Linked DNA regions of Gossypium hirsutum: region 2 is linked to region 1. Evidence: chromatin contacts called from public Hi-C data. All regions are on one chromosome and are shown on one strand. Each heading gives the region's core, a stretch centred on a gene start, on an enhancer-like site or on the middle of the called end of the contact. The rest is flanking DNA. Distances are from core to core; before and after follow the strand shown.

The links. A called contact is a pair of places that touch in the nucleus more often than the background predicts.
Region 2: a contact with region 1 is called in a Hi-C map of leaf, with 2.3 times the contacts expected there. The contact joins the promoter of LOC107962871 here to the promoter of LOC107961658 in region 1. A contact is called at or near these places in 3 of 34 Hi-C or Micro-C datasets (all in leaf).

Annotation. Positions count from the first base shown.
Region 1 is chrA06:30,929,723-30,933,593 of Gossypium_hirsutum_v2.1, reverse strand. It overlaps LOC107961658 (NADH dehydrogenase [ubiquinone] iron-sulfur protein 7, mitochondrial), which reads left to right and starts at 2,317. Exons shown (of 2, transcript XM_016897729.2): 1 at 2,317-2,854. The coding sequence starts at 2,472.
Region 2 is chrA06:31,337,039-31,341,017 of Gossypium_hirsutum_v2.1, reverse strand. LOC107962871 (probable serine/threonine-protein kinase SIS8) reads left to right here and starts at 1,469. Exons shown (of 13, transcript XM_041115744.1): 1 at 1,469-2,032; 2 at 3,100-3,540; 3 at 3,707-3,810. The coding sequence starts at 1,652.

The sequences.
Region 1 (3,871 bases), core at 1,068-3,567:
ATAACTAAATAAATATTACTAGAATATAATAATTTTGAGGTTTAAACCACAAAATACTATTTAAATTATGTCTTTTTTACATCTTAGTCTTTAAACTGTTTTAGGTAAATTAAATCTAAAGTTACTAAATTATTAGTAAGTTTATGTTTAATCACTTAACTTCAAAAAGTTACAAAATGGTCAATGAATTATTTGAAAGTTTTCATTTAAATTATTGAATTATTCAGAAGTTATTATTTAAGTCACTGGGTTGGTAAGTTTTTTTTAAAAAAGTTCAGCTAACGAGTTTTAAGTGATGATTTGGCGATTGGTACGGTAGATCAGTACCCATCAATTAGTATAACTTACCTTAAATCCGAATAGATTTGATGGTCAATGTCGAATATTGGAGAAGAAAGTTAATTGGATTTTGGTTTCTAGATATGTGATGTTCAAAGTTGTTTCATGAAAAAAATTAAACTGTAAAAAAATAAGAGTGTGAGTTTTTGATTGGCACAAGAGATGCAAATAGAGAATATCATACAACAATGATTTTAACATCACAGTGATTTAATAATTTTTTGTGAATAATTTAGTGACCGCTTTTATAACTTTTTTAAATTGAGTGACCAAAACATAAATTTACTAATAGTTTAGTGACTTTAAGTGTAGTTTATCTAACTATTTTTTTCTTAAGTGCTACTCAAATTATATGGTTATTAAAATTACTTCTTAGAATAATGAAGTATAAATTAAGTATCATTTATAATAAAAATAAATAAATATTAATTTAATTATATTTAAAAATTTGTGTAATTTAAATAATAATTTATGGTTTTAAGTCTAATTTCAACCAAACAGTAAAATGTACATTTCGTGCCTCTGGCCTTTTTGTACAAGCATTGCTAGCGTTTGCAGCACATACTAGGACAATATGTTCCATTCCCATTCAACCAAAAGACTTGGAATAAAGTAGGGTGGAAAGGGTGGAAAAATGGAAAATTGAAGGAATACAAAACAAGAAATTTGAAAAATATAATTTATCTTTTCATATTTATATTTAATACGAAAGGTGAGAGAATTAAAAAAAAATACTCAAATCTTATTAAAAGTGAATTTCTAAAAAAAATTGATTTTTAAAAATTCTAAAAATCATTTTGTTTTTGGTATCAATAATAGGATATGTGGTATAAAAACGAGAAATTTATTCTCTTCTTTTTCTAAAAAAATGGTTTTTTTTTGCTATTGCTTGGTATTGTTAAAAAATGAGAGGAAAAAATATGAAGCTTTTGAAAAATGTGTAATTTTGAATTGATATGCACATTTCTTCTATTTTCTATCATTTTTATCATTATAATTTAAGAGAATTTGCTTTTATCCATTAAAATGAAAAGTTGAATCTCGCTTATTTATTTCCTCACTTTTCTTTTCAACCAATTATTCTTTTTTGTTTCTTTTTACACTTTTACATTTTCTCTTTTTATCTTATTATTTTTCCACTCAATCAAATACATTCAAGAAACCACTGCTCCTGGTAAAAATGCTAGCTCAAATAAGCAATAAGTGGAAAAAACCTTTTTGTATGTTTTTGAAAAAAATTAAAACGATATATTTTATGTCCATTTTTTTTATTTCAATAATAAAATAAATTTAAATATTTCTTTACGTTCCCTTTCTCTACTTCACAACAAGTACTGTTACTTTCTTTTCAAAAAAAAAAAAAAACAAGTACTGTTACTTAAAAAAAAGTTAAAAAAAAACACACACTACAAGTAAATATTAAGATTTTACTTGTAAATATTAAGATTTTACTTTCTCTTAATCTTTTACAAAAATGCTAATTTTTCCTTTTATGAAATTTATAAAAAATAATTTTTTTAGTTTTATGTGAATACAATAATTATACAAAATTTGAAATATAAGTAATTAATTAAATAAAATGTTGGTTTATAAGATTAAAAAAAATGCAAAAAATAATAGTTTGAAGCTTTTATTTTATTTAAAATATATGGAAATTTTTGTTAGATATTTAGATAAGAAATTGGTTGAGATAATTTCACTTTGAATATTACTTTCGGCCTGAGAAATACTGAGATTATAAGGCAAATGACGGTACTTGTAGCTATAAAAAATACAAAAATAAATAAAAATTACAAAGTTGTAGGAGATTTAATAATTTTATAAGAATTTTAGTAATTTACATGATAAGAAATTCAGTAATTATTTTTAAATTAATAATTTTATAAAAAAGTTAGTAATTTTTTAATATTTAGTATTTTTATAAAGAAATCAATAAATATAAAATTATATAAATTTAACCTCTCCACCTTTCCTACCGGATCTGAGACGAGCCCGGCCCAGCCCAGGCGTGCTTGCTAACAAATTCAAACAACTACTAAAACCAAACGATAAGCAGCAGAAGCAACGTGAGCCCAGAATTGAGAATTGTCACCGAATCAAAGCTTTCCCAAATTTCTAAAACTCACCGACCCATGTCCCTAATCACCCGAGCCACCGCCAATCGCCTCCCCCACCTCCTCTTTGCACAACGGGCTCTCTCTTTCTCCTCCACCACCCCAACCACTTATATTCGCCCTTCTCCTCCTCCTTCTACCCCCGGTCCTCCCCCTGGCATCTCCAAGACCGCCGAATACGTGATCTCCAAGGTCGATGACCTCTTGAACTGGGCCCGTCGTGGTTCCATCTGGCCCATGACCTTTGGCCTTGCTTGCTGCGCTGTTGAAATGATGCACACCGGCGCTTCTCGCTATGATTTCGATCGCTTTGGTGTCATTTTCAGGCCTAGCCCTCGCCAATCCGATTGCATGATCGTTGCTGGCACTCTCACTAATAAAATGGCCCCTGCTCTCCGCAAGTATGTTACAATCTCATCTCTTTCTTAGTATTTTATTTAGCTCAAAATCTGTTGCCTTTGTAGTTTGATAATGTTTGAGATTTAAAACGTTAAAAATTTTAAAAAAATTCTATTACTATTTAAATTATAGTAAGTGCCTATGAGGCGGCTTAATGGCAAGGTATCGGGAAATTGAGGTCTAGTTTCAAATTCTATCATGTGGTGTACTTAGTTTGTTAGTTTGAGTTCAATTTGCTTATGAAATTATAGTATGGGTGTATGGATTGTAAAATTTGATGAAAATTATCAATAATTTGATTAGGATTTTTAAATAAAAATTAAGAGATTTAATTTCTATGTTTTAAGTAAATGATTAAGTTTACTTTTATCCTACCATGCGTGTGGGTGTTCTGGTTTGTCGATTTGATTCCAATTAGTACTTGTAATGATTGATTCCGACGGGTTTTGATTGTATTTTATTGTAATTTAGTATGGTTGTTAAGTTCATAATATGAGTGGATTGATGGTAAGTTTTGATAGGAAAGGAAACTATATTAGGATTTTTAAATAAAAAGGTAAGAGATTTAATTTTCAATTTTGTAGGTAAATGAATAAAGTCTCAAATTCATTCAAATACAGGGATTTGCAGCATATTTCAACAGCAATCTAAGAATTTAATAGTCCTTTTCTTTCCATCTCTATATTTTAGGTTTGGAAGCTCCTTAGTTTTTCTTTTTTGTGGAGTCCAAACAATTGTTTTATCTCATTACATTTTTGGGCTAATTAATACAGGCTTAATTGCAATTTTTAATTCATGAGAACTCCATTTGTGAAGGAAATATTTAGATGATCCTATCTTTTTAATCATGTAAAATTATAAATTGATTTGTGACTGAATTCCAATGATGCTAACTCTTTCCTTTGATTCAAGTTGGGAGCAAATTTCAAATACTGAAAGATTAATACCCTGAAAATTTTTATAGTTATCAAAAAAGTGCATTTCCGGGTCTCCGTTTCTGAAAAATAGATTCGTAAATA
Region 2 (3,979 bases), core at 220-2,719, 410 kb before region 1:
GGAACTATCGTTAAAGAGGTAATAAAGTTTAACGGTAAAGTGACCACTTTATAACAAAACGATAACGTAAGTGATTAAAACATAACATTTCAAACATAAGTGATTAAAATATAATATGAGATAAACAAAAGTGACTATTTTATAATTTACCCTTAAATCAAATATCATAGTTGGATACATGTGTGTTTGAATTCGAATTAATTAAAGAATTTATATATTCCAATCCATTAAATATTCTCAAGAGTGAATTTGTTATTTACACTGTATCTGTTGCGAATAGTAATTAGAATATCTAAATTTACTTGTATTAGATATTAGGATAAACTTCATTACAGGACACACAATTATGCTTAAGTTTCTTTTGTAGTCACTTAACTTTTAAAACTTTCAAAATAATAATTCAACTAATTAAATTTACTTATTTTAGTCTATTTTTATTAAGTTTGTGATAGAAGCAAACGGGTTAAATTGAAAAAAAATGCAATTGATTGGTCTCTAAAGTTTTTTGTTCTCATATTTGACTTAATTAATTTAGTAACTTTGAAAATAAAATTTGTATTATTTAAAAACATTAAAATTTATATACTGTTGTAATAATAATAATAATAATAATAATAATAATTTATAGCGCCACCCCTAAACGTAACCTAAAACAAAAATATGGGACCAAGCGTGGAGACACATGCCATTTTGTTTCCAAACTTGTTCTTCAAGTGAAGTCGCAATATTTACAAAGAACAGGTTCCTTCTTAGAAACTTCTCAAACTCTCAAACCATAACTTCAACTTGGGTTTTTAAAATATATATTTGTTATTTTGGGTTGGCTAAGCCATCAACCGTTCATAGGTCAAAGGGTTGTTTATCGTAATAATTCTTCAACTTTCCTTTCACAAATAAATAAATAGATCATGTATGTAATTGATAGGTTGCACGAACGGATTGTTTCGCAAGTAATATATATATATATATGCTTTTCACTTCTCAATTAAATATAGGTATTTCATTTATTGTACATGTGGTATCATTGTTATTTTATTAGTACTAATCTTATATTTTAGTTTAAATATGGATATGTTATATTTTAATTGTAAATAATAATATTTAAAAATTTAGTCAACAATCTCTTGATTTGGTAGTCCCAAGAATATTATGTTATAAATATACGAATTTAGATTTAATCCCAGATAATTTCAATTTCTTTCTTCAATATATTTTAATCAACAATAAATTATATAAAAAAATAATTATTTTATGGGTGAGGATTTCAAGCTTTACATTTAGAATTGAAAGAGCAAGACATAAAAAATGGAGGGGAAAAGGTTATGTATAAATAGTACTATCAAGGGAAGAAGAAGTAGAATTAATTGATTAATTAATTATTAAATTTGAGAGTGTGTGTGTTGGAGGGAATGGGTGAGCGGTTAATTTAAAAGTCTTTTCAATTACGGGTAGCTTAGCGGAGAAGAGTGCGCAGCTTAAGCGAGTATGCTTTTAAACCAGTGGGCGTAGGTTAAGTCTGCAGATGGAATAATAGAAATAGAATAAGAAATTAAAAAAAAATAAAAACAATAACAAATTTTCAAAAAAGGAAAAAGAAAAAGAAATTTATAAAAGAAACGGAGAACGGGAAAAAAGTCGCCGTTGATGATCGATGCCGAAAATGAAGCATTTATTAAGGAAACTCCATATCGGCGGCGGTTTAAATGAGCACCAACGGTTGACGGAGACGCAGCCCGTGGTCAGCTCAAGTCCGAGTACGAATTCAACGGGACAAGAAACGGCGTCTTCCTTTTCTTCTTCTTCGGCGTCTTCTGTTGGTTCAGGTACATTGGGGAGAATTGGGGCCGTTGAATCGGCCGGGGGAGATCGGACGGCTGGTGACGAGGTGGATTTTAATTTATTGGAAGAAGAGTTTCAGATGCAGTTGGCTTTGGCGATCAGTGCCTCGGATCCCGAGACGGCTCATATCGACGCTGCTAAAAGATTTAGCGGAGCCGGCACTTTCGTGGAGTTACTCTCGCTTCGTTATTGGGTAATATATTCTTTCTTACTTTATATATTTAAAAACTTTATTATATCTTTCAGTTTTAGGTTATCGAAATTGCATTTCTTGTTTGAATTGGTTATGATATCTAAACGTGTTATATAATTTATGATTTTTTTTTCTTATGACATTTGTTTTCTTTTATTCATAAATTCTGATTGCATTTCATGTTTCCTTCTTATACAAATTGCTACTATGTTTATTTATTTATTTATTTGATTCCATTTTCATTTTCATTTGCATTTTAAACACGAGGAGTCCTCAACTGCGGATCACTTTTCCAGAATTCCTCTTTCCGGTAGTAATTTTGGATATCCTTAGCTTTCCACGTCATTTTCATTAGTCATTGATTGATTCTGATAAAAAAAAAACTTGTTAAAGCTTTCTTTTTTATTGTTTCTTTTGACAGATGCTTTTGGTTTGCATGTCGAAGCTCAATTAATCTTTCTACTTCTATTAATTGAAGTTTTGCTAAATGTAGCATGGTACATCCTTTCTGGTTTTTTATTGATTTTTCTCTGATAATTGCTCATCGTTCTACTACTTGAAGATTTGCCGCTCACTAGCCTGCTACGGGTTGTGTCTCTATTATATGAAAATTTCCTTTATCTTATAGGCATGGCGGTTTGGGTTTTTTAATCTCTGCTATATAATGCCAGAGTCCTTTTTAAATATAGCTAATTGGTAAGCCTTTTTCCTTATGGTTTATTGCTATAAAGTAACTTTACATGTATGTTTCTTGTTCTATTAGCAGGGAGCATTAATTTTACCTTTCCTGTTAATACAATTATTTTTTTTTTCGTTCAATTATTAAGGTAGAATGTTTTTTAGTAACTGCGGATATGGATATGAATACTTGTATGAATACTACTTGATGTTAGCTTTTACCATTGATTTTTTTACTGAATTAATTAATTTTCCTCTGTTTGATTAGCTGTACTGGATGAAAGGATCCTGTTCATGTCTTCTGTGAAACAAGTGCCAGGACCCATTAGTTGATTTCTTTTTTTTTTTTTAAATGGAAAACTAATTCATATGTTATGTGTTATTCACAGAACTATAATGTTGTAAACTATGATGAAAAAATTGTGGATGGATTTTATGACGTGTATGGCATTGCCTCAACGCTTGGTCTGGAAGGGAAGATGCCATCTTTGGTTGATCTTCAAGTAGTATCAGTGTTAGAAAATGTTGATTATGAAGTAATTTTGGTTAACCGGTTGCTTGATCCTGAATTGCAAGAGCTTGAGAAAAGAGTGTACAACATACATGTGCAGTCCCAAGCTTTAGGCCATGGCCTGGTTTTGAGTGATTTAGTTCAGAAAATCGCAGAAATAGTTGTTAACAGAATGGGTGGTCTGGTAGCTGATGCTGATGAAATGTTGAGAATGTGGACCTTGAGAAGTTATGAGTTACGGAGGTCTCTTAACGCTATCATTCTTCCATTGGGAAGACTTGATGTTGGACTTTCGCGCCACAGAGCACTGCTGTTTAAGGTTTTATATCATCCTATTTCCATAAAGTTAAAACTAGCTTATGACAGAAGTGTGTTTTCCTTTTAGCTAGTAAGAATATCCAGCCACTTTTTACCTTACATTATATTAAGGATAAATATGTCAGGACCTTTCTTTAAGGAAAAATGTTTCGTTCTTCTCCTTCTAGGTTCTAGCTGATAGAATTAATCTCCCATGCATGCTGGTCAAGGGGAGCTATTACACTGGTACAGATGATGGAGCTGTGAACTTGGTTAGAATCAACAATGGAAGGTAGATGTGAAGAACTTCTTTGATTTTGCTATCCATTGCATTTCTTGTGGTTCTTTTTCTTGAACCATTTCCTCAACATGGTGTCATACTAGTTAAAATATTTTGTTTGCCCCTGTTCTTTAGTTGATATTTCCCCTTTTGTGCTAAATGCACGTAAGGTTTGATTTTA